Linked DNA regions of Mus musculus: region 2 is linked to region 1. A link is a contact called in public HiChIP or PLAC-seq data. All regions are on one chromosome and are shown on one strand. The core of a region is the stretch at or near the end of the contact, and the rest is flanking DNA. Distances in the headings are between cores, read along the strand shown. Region 1 holds the start of Eloa (elongin A). Region 2 has its middle 23 kb from the start of Rpl11.

Evidence for each region. HiChIP or PLAC-seq counts read pairs in DNA pulled down with a chosen protein or histone mark.
Region 2: a contact with region 1 is called in an HNF4G HiChIP or PLAC-seq map of pancreatic cancer cells. The contact joins the enhancer-like site here to the promoter of Eloa in region 1. A contact is called at or near these places in 4 of 115 datasets of contacts at active chromatin or transcription factors (CD8 T cells, embryonic stem cells, microglia and 1 more) and 3 of 9 other capture datasets (adipose tissue, liver and pancreatic islet).

The regions. Positions count from the first base shown.
Region 1 is chr4:136,019,272-136,024,642 of GRCm38.p6, forward strand. It overlaps Eloa (elongin A), which reads right to left and starts at 2,378. Exons shown (of 11, transcript NM_013736.4): 1 at 2,280-2,378. The coding sequence starts at 2,354.
Region 2 is chr4:136,073,980-136,079,350 of GRCm38.p6, forward strand. No RefSeq gene overlaps it. Among named protein-coding and RNA genes, the nearest start is that of Rpl11, 23 kb to the left of the region's middle. Within about 2 kb of position 3,367, at least 16 of the 459 cell types and tissues checked have an H3K27ac peak or open chromatin away from gene starts, as enhancers often do. A contact at or near this core is called in pancreatic cancer cells, where this site is marked.

The DNA of each region.
Region 1 (5,371 bases), core at 1,128-3,627:
CTTCCAAGAATGAAGCAACAACAAGCAGAGAGGACTATGGATATCCTCAAGTAGATGGAAACCAGCGCTGTCAACCCAACGTAGCCCAGCAAAAACTGGTAGCAGATGACAGAAATAACAAAAGTTTACACAGTCCCATACATAGGAATCTTGGGTTCTCCACTTCCAGTCTTAGAGCTAACCAGTTCCCAGCAGTGACCCCCTCATTCTCCACCTACCACCAATCTATGGGCTTCATAGTTTTTACACTCAAAACCTGATAAAGGACTGCTAACTTTATCTGTCATGAAAATTGTTTCCAATCCAGTGATAGGAGCAAAAGCTAAGTCATCTCCCAGTAAGGTCTCTAACAAGTGAGCCTAGAGGCTAGATGAAGGCAGAGTGAATACATAGTTAATTTACACTTAAAACACCAAAATCCAATAGCAGGAATCCCAAAAACACAGGTGTGGAATCAGCCTTTTGGCTAATAATGGTCTGGAAGCAAGATTTGGTTGCAAATTCAATACTGCTCTATAATCATCTTGCCACTTCACAAACCTGTGAGAGCTTGCTATGTTAAAAGGAGGTTGGAAAGCCAGCGTGCAGGCTTGCAATTTTCTCTTTGCAGTCAGCGTGTTTCTGAATATCAACGTTTCAGGTCCTTTGCACAGGGGTCTCTCAACAGTTTCCTCACCTCTCTCTTCACAACACATTCAGTTCTCCCTCCCCAGTGGGTACAGAAGCCAAGAGCTCACATAGCTGCTACTGAAATACATCCCCAGCCCCAAGGTAATTTTCTCTCTGGGAAATGAAAAGCCAAATTAGGGCTGTCAGAGGTAGAGGCCTTGCCTACTAGTGTTAGCATATGAGTCCCTGCCAATAACACCAAACACAACAACAACAAAAACCACCAAACACCCTTTTAAATAATTATTAGGAGTTTAAGAAAATTTACTTAACCTTTTTCTAACTTGACATTTCATGCACAAATAGACCATTCCAAAATTTAAATTCTAATGGGGGAAAAAAACCCTACAGATATTATATTACATGGAGGATTTTTATTTTTTTTAACCTGATGGCAGAAACAACAAAATGAGGGTGGTTACTTTAAGGTCAGTCACAAATCTTATAGTGTTCAGAAAGACAATCTGGGACTTGGAAATAATGACCATTTATTAGATGCCCACAAAGGGTTATTGTAAAAAGAACTTGTAAATATGTCTGACCAAAGGTCCCCAAGGCCTCCAAAGAAAGTAAAACACAAGACAATTGAAACATTTACGTTTTCGCTGACTTATAACAACAGCTTCTGAAGAAGTGTATCTCTGAGCTAAAGGAGGGTAGTTAAAAAGTGGCCCGGAGGTTGAGAGGTAGTGACCCAACTAGGAACAAGAAGAGTGAATGGGGTCCCTGACTGGAAATTCTGATGGTGATTAACACTTATAAAGAGCACTTGGGTCTAGCTGGTATTTCAGGAAGAAACTAGAGAAGGGACAGGTCGAGCAGAGAACTCCTCCAAAGTCCCGAGCTGGTGCTGGCTAGGAACCTAGATTGCATGTGTAAGTCCGCTCGCTGTCTCCCTCCACCACTTCCTCTTCCACTCAGCTCGCTGGACACTTCACCTTTTAGGAACCTCAGGCCCAGGCTAGAATGCTGACAAGCCATGTCACACCCTTTGGTGTTTTCGGCTAGAGACTACAGTGAAAACGATTCTAATTCCCACCATACCCTCTTCGTAGAGCTCAGAGAAGCCTAGACACCCGGGGGACCGCGAGGGGATACAATGTATTTAAAAAGTAACAGTTTCTAAAAAGGAGCAACAAAGTAGTTAAGTGCAATTAAACATGGTTGCTCATCACAGCCTGGTCCCACCTTCCAGTATGTCAGAGCGGAGTTAACACGCTCACGCCCTCATCCAGGACCCGAGCTCCAGGAGCAGAGCTCGAAAAACCCCAAGGCGTTCCCCGTTTTCTCGGCTAAAGGGCAGGGTACAGCACAGGGGTCCTCGAGCCGCAGGACCCCCAAGCAGCGGACGGAGTCGCTCGGCTGCAACGGGGAAACAGCTGGCGCGGCTGCCCGAACCCCGGGGAGAGCCGCAAGGCCCGGCCGCCCCTCCAGTCCTCAGCCCCCAGCCGGGGTGCGCCCGCCGGCCGCGAACTCCCCACTGCCCCGCGCCGCTCCGTGGGGCCTGGCTCCGGGTCGGAGGAGAACCCCACTGCGCCCTGCCCGCGACCGTTACAGGGCCCGCGCCGCGCCCAACGCCCGCCCGCGCCGCCCGCCCGCCCGCCGCTCACCTTCTTGGGGTCCGGGTTCGCAGCCAGGCGCGCCTGGAGCTTCTCCACAACTTGGAGCGCCGACTCCGCCGCCATCGCTGTCACTGGCGCGGCCTCCTCGCCGGAACTGGGCTCGCGTCGCGTCCTCGGGCCGCAACTCCGCCCTCCGTGAGGGCCCGGCGGAGACGGAAGCGCGAATGGTCCCTTCCGGGCCTCCGCTGGGGGTGTGTGTATGTGTGGAAGGCCTCAGGACCCGCCCCCGCGCCAGACCACGCCCACTATATCACGGCGATCTGTCGAATACAGCACAGGTCACGCCCCCGACACGCCCAACCCAGAGCCACGCAACCAGCCACGCCCCCAAGCCTGTATTCTGCAAGCCAAACTCTGGCTTTAACTCTCACGCACCGCCTTTCCAGTCATACGCTCGTTTTCGCCTAAGGGTGGGTGGAGTCAGTGATCAGGGTCCGACGCGGCTCCAGGGACCCTTGGAGTGGAAGGAAAGAACTGACTCAGGTAAATTATCTGACTTCCACCTGCAAGCTGTGACACACCCTCGCAATAAAAGAAATCGTGTAATTTTAAAGTAACTTAACGGTATTGTAATTTTGGGAAAGCAATCCAGGCTGTCTGGTTTCAAGGCAATTTGAAACACTAGAAATAAAAATAATAACACATTATTAACCACCTTGTCTGCAAAATCAGAGAGCAGCCCCTTTTATTAGACTGTTCATGTGACATTCTTTTCTTTTCTTTCTTTCTTTCCTTTCTTTCTTTCTCTCTTTCTTTTTATTTCTTTTCTCAAAAAGGATTTCTATGTGTAGCCTTGGAGGTCCTGGAACTCACTCTGTAGACGAAGCTAGCCTTAAACTCACAGAGATCCACCTGCCTCTACGTCCTAAGGGCCAGGATTAAAGTTGTATGCCACCACCACCTGGCTCCATTTAAAAATAAATTAAATCATAATGAATAAAAAGTCATAATATATTAAAAACCAAACTGAACTACATGAGATTCTGTCAGAAAAGAGCCGCTGGGCGTGGTGGTGCACGCCTTTAATCCCAGCACTCGGGAGGTAGAGGCAGGAGGATTTCTGAGTTCAAGGCCAGCCTGGTCTACAAAGTGAATTCCAGGACAGCCAGGGCTATACAGAGAAACCCTGTCTCGAAAAACCAAAAAAGAAAAAAAGAAAAGAAAAGAGCCAGGCAGTGGTGATGCATGCCTTTAATCCCAGCACTTGGGAGGCAGAGGCAGGTGGATTTCTGAGTTCAAGGCCAGCCTGGTCTACAGAGGGAGTTCCAGGACAACCAGAGTTACACAGAGAAACCCTGTCTCAAAAAACCTGTATATCCCTGGCTGTCCTGGAACTCACTTTGTAGACCAGGCTGGCCTTGAACTCAGAAATCCACCTGCCTCTGCCTCCCAAGTGCTGGGATTAAAGGTGAATGCCAAAAATAAATCTTTTAAATAAGAAAGAATAAATGTTGAGGCATTGTCTCAGTAGGTAGCCTTGGCTACCCTGGAACTAGTTATATAGCCTGAGCTATATAGCCTTGGCCTGCCTCCAATTCACAACAATCCACCTGCCTCCGCCTCCGCCTCCGCCTCCGCCTCCGCCTCCGCCTCCGCCTCCGCCTCGGAGTGCTTGGATTAAACCAATTGACATCCAGGCCAAAAACCATCCCCCTAAAAATAAAACTTTATAAACATAGAGTCCAGAGAGATGGCTCAGTGGCTAAAGAGCTTACCAGATAATTGGCTGATGGCTGAATTTTATCCTTGGGACCATCCTAAAGGTGGGAGGAGAGAATTGGCTATCCTCTGACCTCTGCACACTCATCCTGGCATTCTGGCACATATGAATCTCTCTCTCTCTCTCTCTCTCTCTCTCTCTCTCTCTCTCTCTCACACACACACACACACACACACACACACACATTAAATGGAATATAAGAAAAGAAGGGAAACAAGAAAGGAATGAAGAAAGAAAGGAGACAAGTGCTGTCGTGGTGGTGCACGCCTGTAATCCCAACACTCGGGAGGCAGAGGCAGGCAGATTTCTGAGTTCGAGGCCAGCCTGGTCTACAGAGTGAATTCCAGGACAGCCAGGGCTATACAGAGAAACCCTGTGTCGGAAAGAAAGAAAGGAAGAAAGAAAGAAAGGAAGGAAGGAAGGAAGAAAGAAAGAAAGAAAGAAAGAAAGAAAGAAAGAAAGAAAGAAAGAGAGAGAGGAAGGAAGAAGACAAACTGTCTAGTTAAGAAGGAATACTGAATTCTCTTCTCCTGGAAAACAGCATACAAAGTCCTCCAGTTGAACATGTTTGTTTTGCTTAACTGTGGCCACAGTTCTCCTCACAGGTTCAGGTTTCTAAACTGACTACATCTCTCAGTGTTTCACGAGTGGATATATACTTAGGGATTACACCTTCCCCCACACCTCAAAGCTACTCTGAAGCTGTGGTGCACCAGCATTTAATCCCAGCATTCAGAAGGTAGAGTCAGGCAGATCTCTGAGTTTGAGATCAGTCTAGTCAACATAAGGAGTTCCAGGACAGCCAGGACTACATAAAAAGACCCTGTCTCAAATAGATGGATAGATAGATAGATAGATAGATAGATAGATAGATAGATAGATAGATAGATAGACAGACAGACAGATAGAAGCTTTGGCTCACTGATACAATGTTTGCTTAGCTTGTAGGAAGTCCTGACTGCCATCTCCTTTCCTTACACAAAGAATAACAAAATAACTGAGTACTTTCAAATGTCCTGCATTTATATACATTGTATCCAGTAGTAGCCTGCAAGCTTCCTTTAGCTATTTATCTTGCTTATTTTGGTTGTCTTTTCATTCTTTGAGCTCAGAGAGTGTCTCTGTGCTCTGTAGCTGATAGATGCTCGATGGCTAAGTTGATGGTCACAGGGATGGCTCAGCAGGTCAACCTGCTTGCAGGGAATGTCTGGCAGAAGCAGACTGAGGCTGGCTGAGTGTGTCTTCCTGGTGGCACAGCTCTGTGCTATGCCGTTCATCTCTCCCTCCCAGCATGTCCTGAAGAATCTTAAGGATGGGGCATCCCTCTCAGCATCCCAAGACTTGGGAAGGTAAAAGAAGG
Region 2 (5,371 bases), core at 2,117-4,616, 56 kb after region 1:
TGGATAACAATAAGCAGAAGTGAGTCCTGGAGGCCTGAGAATATTGCTTAGGTGTAGTGTGCATAGGAGACCTTGGGTTCAATTCTCAGCACTGGAAGAGAGAGAGAGAGAGAGAGAGAGAGAGAGAGAGAGAGAGAGAGAGAGAGAGGCGAGAAAAAGAGAGAGAGAGGGAGAGAGAGAGAGAGAAAAGGAGGTGATTCCCATAAGTAGATTAATGGGCAAGAGTGGAAGTGGTTCAGGGCTACCCAAGTGCAGAGGCCAAGCACTTGGGTGTTCACAGAAGTGCACAGGCGATGCTGAGGGCACAGGCGATGCTGAGGCGGGGAAGGGAAAGCATCAGGAGGTAAGATGCTCTGCCTCACAGCTAACCCAGGACCTCATAGGCTATGGAAAGGGGTGAGAGATGTTTCCATTGAGAATGGAGCATTTGAACAGAGGACCAAAGTGATTCAGCTGGTGGGGTGTTGTTGTTGTTGTTTGCTTGCTTGCTTTTTGTTTTTTGTTGGTTCCTAGTCTTCTTCAAACAGGGGCTTTCAGTGCTGCTTGCTCCTAAAGGAGCATCCTTCTTCTTCTTCTTTTTTTAAAATCTAGTTATTTATTATATGTAAGTACATTGTAGCTCTCTTCAGACACCCCAGAAGAGGGCCTCAGATCTCATTATGAATGGTTGTGAGCCACCATGTGGTTGCTGGGATTTGAACTCAGGACCTTCGGAAAAGCAGTCAGTGCTCCTACCAGCTGAGCCATCTCTCCAGCCCAGGAGCATCCTTCTGTCAGCCTTGCTTTTTCACCTGTAGGCTGACAGAGGCCAGTGGAGCAGCCAACACACAAGACTATCGTTTGTGCATGGCTAAAGACCGTGGTGATTTTATAGCATCCTGGGCACTTCACAGCCATAAAGTAGGAATTGGGACTCTGCACCAGGTGTTTTTTCTTGTGTTTCCTCTTCTCCTCTTCTGATGAGGGATGAAAGAGATCCTTTTCGAGAGGCAGGTTATAGAAGGGAGGTGGTCACCGCCAGAAAAGGTTTTTAAAAAGGTTTATTTATTTTATGTATGTGAGTACACTGTTGATGTCTTCAGACACACCAGAAGAGGGCATCGGATCCCATTATAGATGGTTGTGAGCCATCTATATGTGGTTGCAGGGAATTGAACTTAGGACCTCTGGAAGAGCAGTCAGTGCTCTATAACCCCTGAGCCATCTCTACAGCCATTAAAAAGCACACTTGATACATGGAGAAGAAATACAGAGAGGGGGTGGTCAAAATGGCAGGCAACAGTGACACCTCTGTCTTGGGTAGTGGATGAGAAGTTAGATGGGAAGGAAGCTGAGCTCGTGATACCTGGGGTAGATCAGATGTGAAGTTTGGGAGGAGTCCTGGCCACCTGAGATGTGCCTTTATTTTCCCTGGAATTTAAGGAAAAAAAAACAAAAACAAAAACAAAAAACCCTGGTGCAGGGAACCAATTTAGGGGAGAGAGGGCTTATTTCAGCTCACATTTCAAAGGCACAACCCTTCTTGGCAGGGAGTCGCCACAAGCTAGAGCTTGAAGCAGCTCATTACCTCCGATCCACTAGAAACAGATGGATGATCAGTTATGCTCAGCTCATTGTCTCCTCTGTATACCCAACATCCAAAGCAAGGAATGGTGCTGCCCACAGTGGGCAGGTCTTCCCACCTGTTGGGTAACAGATGCTCTTTAAACAGGAAGGTAAACATCCCCAAATAGCTTCAGGAAGTCCCTAAAATTGACCAGATGCACTAGGCCCTTCCCTGCCAGAGGAAGCTGTACTAAGTTGACAGTCCTGATCTCACAGAAGGAAGCTGAGCTGCTGTGGGTTTGTGTTGGACGTGGGAGTGGAGATGCCTGAGGCATTGTCTGAGCTGAGATGCAGACCCCTGGTCATCTGCAGGTAGGACCTACCCAGAGCCTCAGGAGTCTGCAAAACCTTGGAACTTAAGCCGATGCTGCTGGGAGTGTGGGAACTTAGACTGGCTGGGGAATTATGACGGGTCATCCTGGAGCATCTGACTCCATGACATTGTAGCTGTCTTTGAAGTACAGGTGTCTTTCTGTATGTTTGTTCAATTATATGACACTGAGGTAGCCCATTGTATTACATCTTACACTGCAAAGTGACCACCATCATCTTCTGGCTCCAGGTCAGGGATTAATTAATTAATTAATTAATTTTCTGGACTAAGATGCTATATCTCTTATCACTTGGCCGAAAGGATCGGGCAAGAAGACAGGGAGAGAGAGAGTAGAGTAACCCAGGCCCAGGAAGGAAAGCTGGGTCTAGAGAATGCTTGAATGAGACTGGGCAGACCCTCAGAACACCAGTCATTAAACAGGCCTGAGAGGTGTGAGTTGGGTTCTCCTCCAGTGAGCCTCCACCAGGAGCATCATCTTCAGCACCTCATTCCACACCTGGAACCTTCCCCACCCCACCCCCATCGGTCACCCCCACAGGCCAAGCTGTGACCCCTGTATCCTCTCATCAGCTGTCAGGCGCTTTTCTTACTTTATTTGTACTTATTTAGTTTGATGTTTTGAGACAGGGTCTCTGGGCTGACCTTGAACTCATGGCAATCCTCCTGCCTCAGCCTTTGAAGTGATAGGATTATGGTAAAGAGCCACCATACTCTTTGGTTTTTTGTTTTTATCTGAGAGATGTCCTTGTAGCTCAATCTGGCCTCAAACTTGTGATTCCCCTGCCTCAGCCTTCAGAAGGACAGGTGTGCACCACCACGGCTTCTATTACTCTCCATTTACAGGTAGGAAGATATCCCTGGAGCGGGTAAGAAGGAACTTGGGACCCGCTTCTTCCACATCCCCTTGTCGTCCCCGCCCCCCCCCCCCCCGCTGTTACACAGTCTTGACTGGAAGGCTCTCATTGCCTCGCTAACCCTCAGCTACAAAGCAGAAGGGGGCTCCCCTTGCAACCCAAAAGCAGTAAATTTAATACCAATAAAGGGAAGTTTGGCTTTGCAGAGAGTGGGCACCGGCTAAAAATACTGGTGGCTTCTCGAAGCACTGAGATGAATTCGTAGAGAGTTGACCTTCACACGCAGCTGGACAGAAATAAGATCATGACAGCCTGGTGTCTCAAGCCACCCACTGCACCCCGTCTCTTTCCAGGTCTCAGTCCTCCCCTCCCCCATCACTCAATGGCCCTGGCCATGCTGATCTCTCTGAAGTTCCTTGGAATGCCAAGCCGTTCCTGCCTCAGGGCCTTTGCCCGTGTTCTGCCATCTCTGTTGTCTCTGCCAGGGTGCTTTCTTCTCAGCCCTTTGCACAAGGCTTCCCCACACCCTCGGTGGTGCCTCAGCTGAAATGTTTCACCTCCCCAGAGCCTTTCCCAGTGTGACCACCCAGGTGACTCAGTCCCTGGTCATCTGTCTCATGGCCCTTATTCTGCTTGGCCCTCATCACTAGCCACAGGCTCTTATCTGTTTGTTTTGTGTTTGTGTCCTTCTGTGGGACGGAAAGCCCTGGGTGCCCAGGGGCCTGTCTGTCCTCTGCTGCTAGCATGATGCTCAATGGATGTTAGTTATCCAGCGCCTGCTGCATGGTGACTCCTGGGAAGTCTCTCATATGTCACTCCCTCAGTCCTCAGACAGCAGCTGTGAGGGACTTCTGCCTCACTGGCTCTATAGATAAAGAAGTCTAGGTATAGATGAGACAGGATTGGCCTTCGGACACAGCCAGTGAGGTTGGGGAATAGACCAAGACCTAGGGAAAAGGGCTGTGTCTCCTCTCCCAGTAGTCACTCTGTCCCTCTGGAAGATGGACTGAGAAGGTGTTCCCCAGACACAGAGGGATAGATGACTTCATGACATTAGGCGTGCTGGATTTGGAACTGGGGCTTCAGAACCTAACTCCAACCAAACCCAAAACACCTGAGTGCCGGGCGCACCTAAAATCCCAGCACTCAGGAAGGGAGGCAAGAAGATGAAGCCTTCCAGCCCAACCTGGGCTACATGGTGTAACCTGTCTCAAAAAGCAAAGGCCAGAGGCGGGAGTGGGAGGCTCAGTGGCAAAAGTGTGTGTGTGTGTGTGTGTGTGTGTGTGTGTGTGTGTGTGGTGTGCTGCACTTGCAGAAGACCCGAGTTCGGTTGCCATGGGTACATGCTGGGTGACTCACGACTGTCTGGACCTGACATCTTCTGACCCTATGTACCTGTGCACACATGTACCTACCCACTCCCACAGGCAAGCATACATTGTTAAAAAATAAAACAAGGGGCTGGAGAGATGGCTCAGAGGTTAGCACTGACTGCTTTTCCGAAGTTCCTGAGTTCAATTCCCAGCAACCACATGGTGGCTCACAACCATCAGTAATGAGAATCTGACTCCCTCATCTGGAGTGTCTGAAGACAGCTACAGTGTACTTACAATAATAAATAAATACATCTTTTAAAAAAATAAAATAAAACAAACCGTCGGGCAGTGATGTCAAATACCTTTAATCCCAGCACTTGGGAGGCAGAGACAGGTGGATTTCTGAGTTCGAGGCCAGCCTGGTCTACAGAGTGAGTTCCAGGGCAGCCAGGGCTACATGGAAAAACCCTGTCTCGAAAAACAAAACAAACAAAAACAAAAAACCAAATTAAATTAAATTTTTTAAAAAATAAATCTTTTTGTAAATGCAAAAATGAAACAAAGTAACAGCAAAAATCAAGAAGAAACAAAGCTACAACAACAACAAATCTCAAATCCAAAATTCTCTCACACACACACATACACACACACACACACACACACACACACAACCCCCACCCCCATACACAGGCACACAGAACTAGGCAGAATGTTTCAATGAACAATTCACAAAAAAGAAACCCAGTTGAAAAGTAAACAAAGTGTCAACTGAAGAGGGTGAGGATGGGAACGATGTTGGAAGTGGTAGCTATGGCTGCATGCATGCACAGCACTCGGGAAGTTAGAAGGGGGTAAAATTACTGTGAGTCAGAAGATAGCTTGTGCTACAGAGGGGGATCCTGCCTTAAAAGACAGATAGCAAGAAAGACAGACAGACCAGTCAGTCTGGCCAAGTATGGCAGCTCCTGCCTAAAGTTCAGGCTGAAACATAAATTCAAGGCATTGAGAGATACATAGTAAGGCCAGGGCTAACCTGGGAACTAGCTAGTAAGACCCTGTGTGTATACACACACATACACACACACACACACACACACACACACACACATGTGCACACAATGGCCCACATCTGCAAGCTTGCTTTTTTTTTTTTTTTCTTTTTCTTCTGTTTTGTTTTCAAGACAGGGTTTTTTTGGTTTTTCGAGACAGAGTTTCTCTGTGTAGCCCTGACTGTCCTGGAATTCACTCTGTAGACCAGGCTG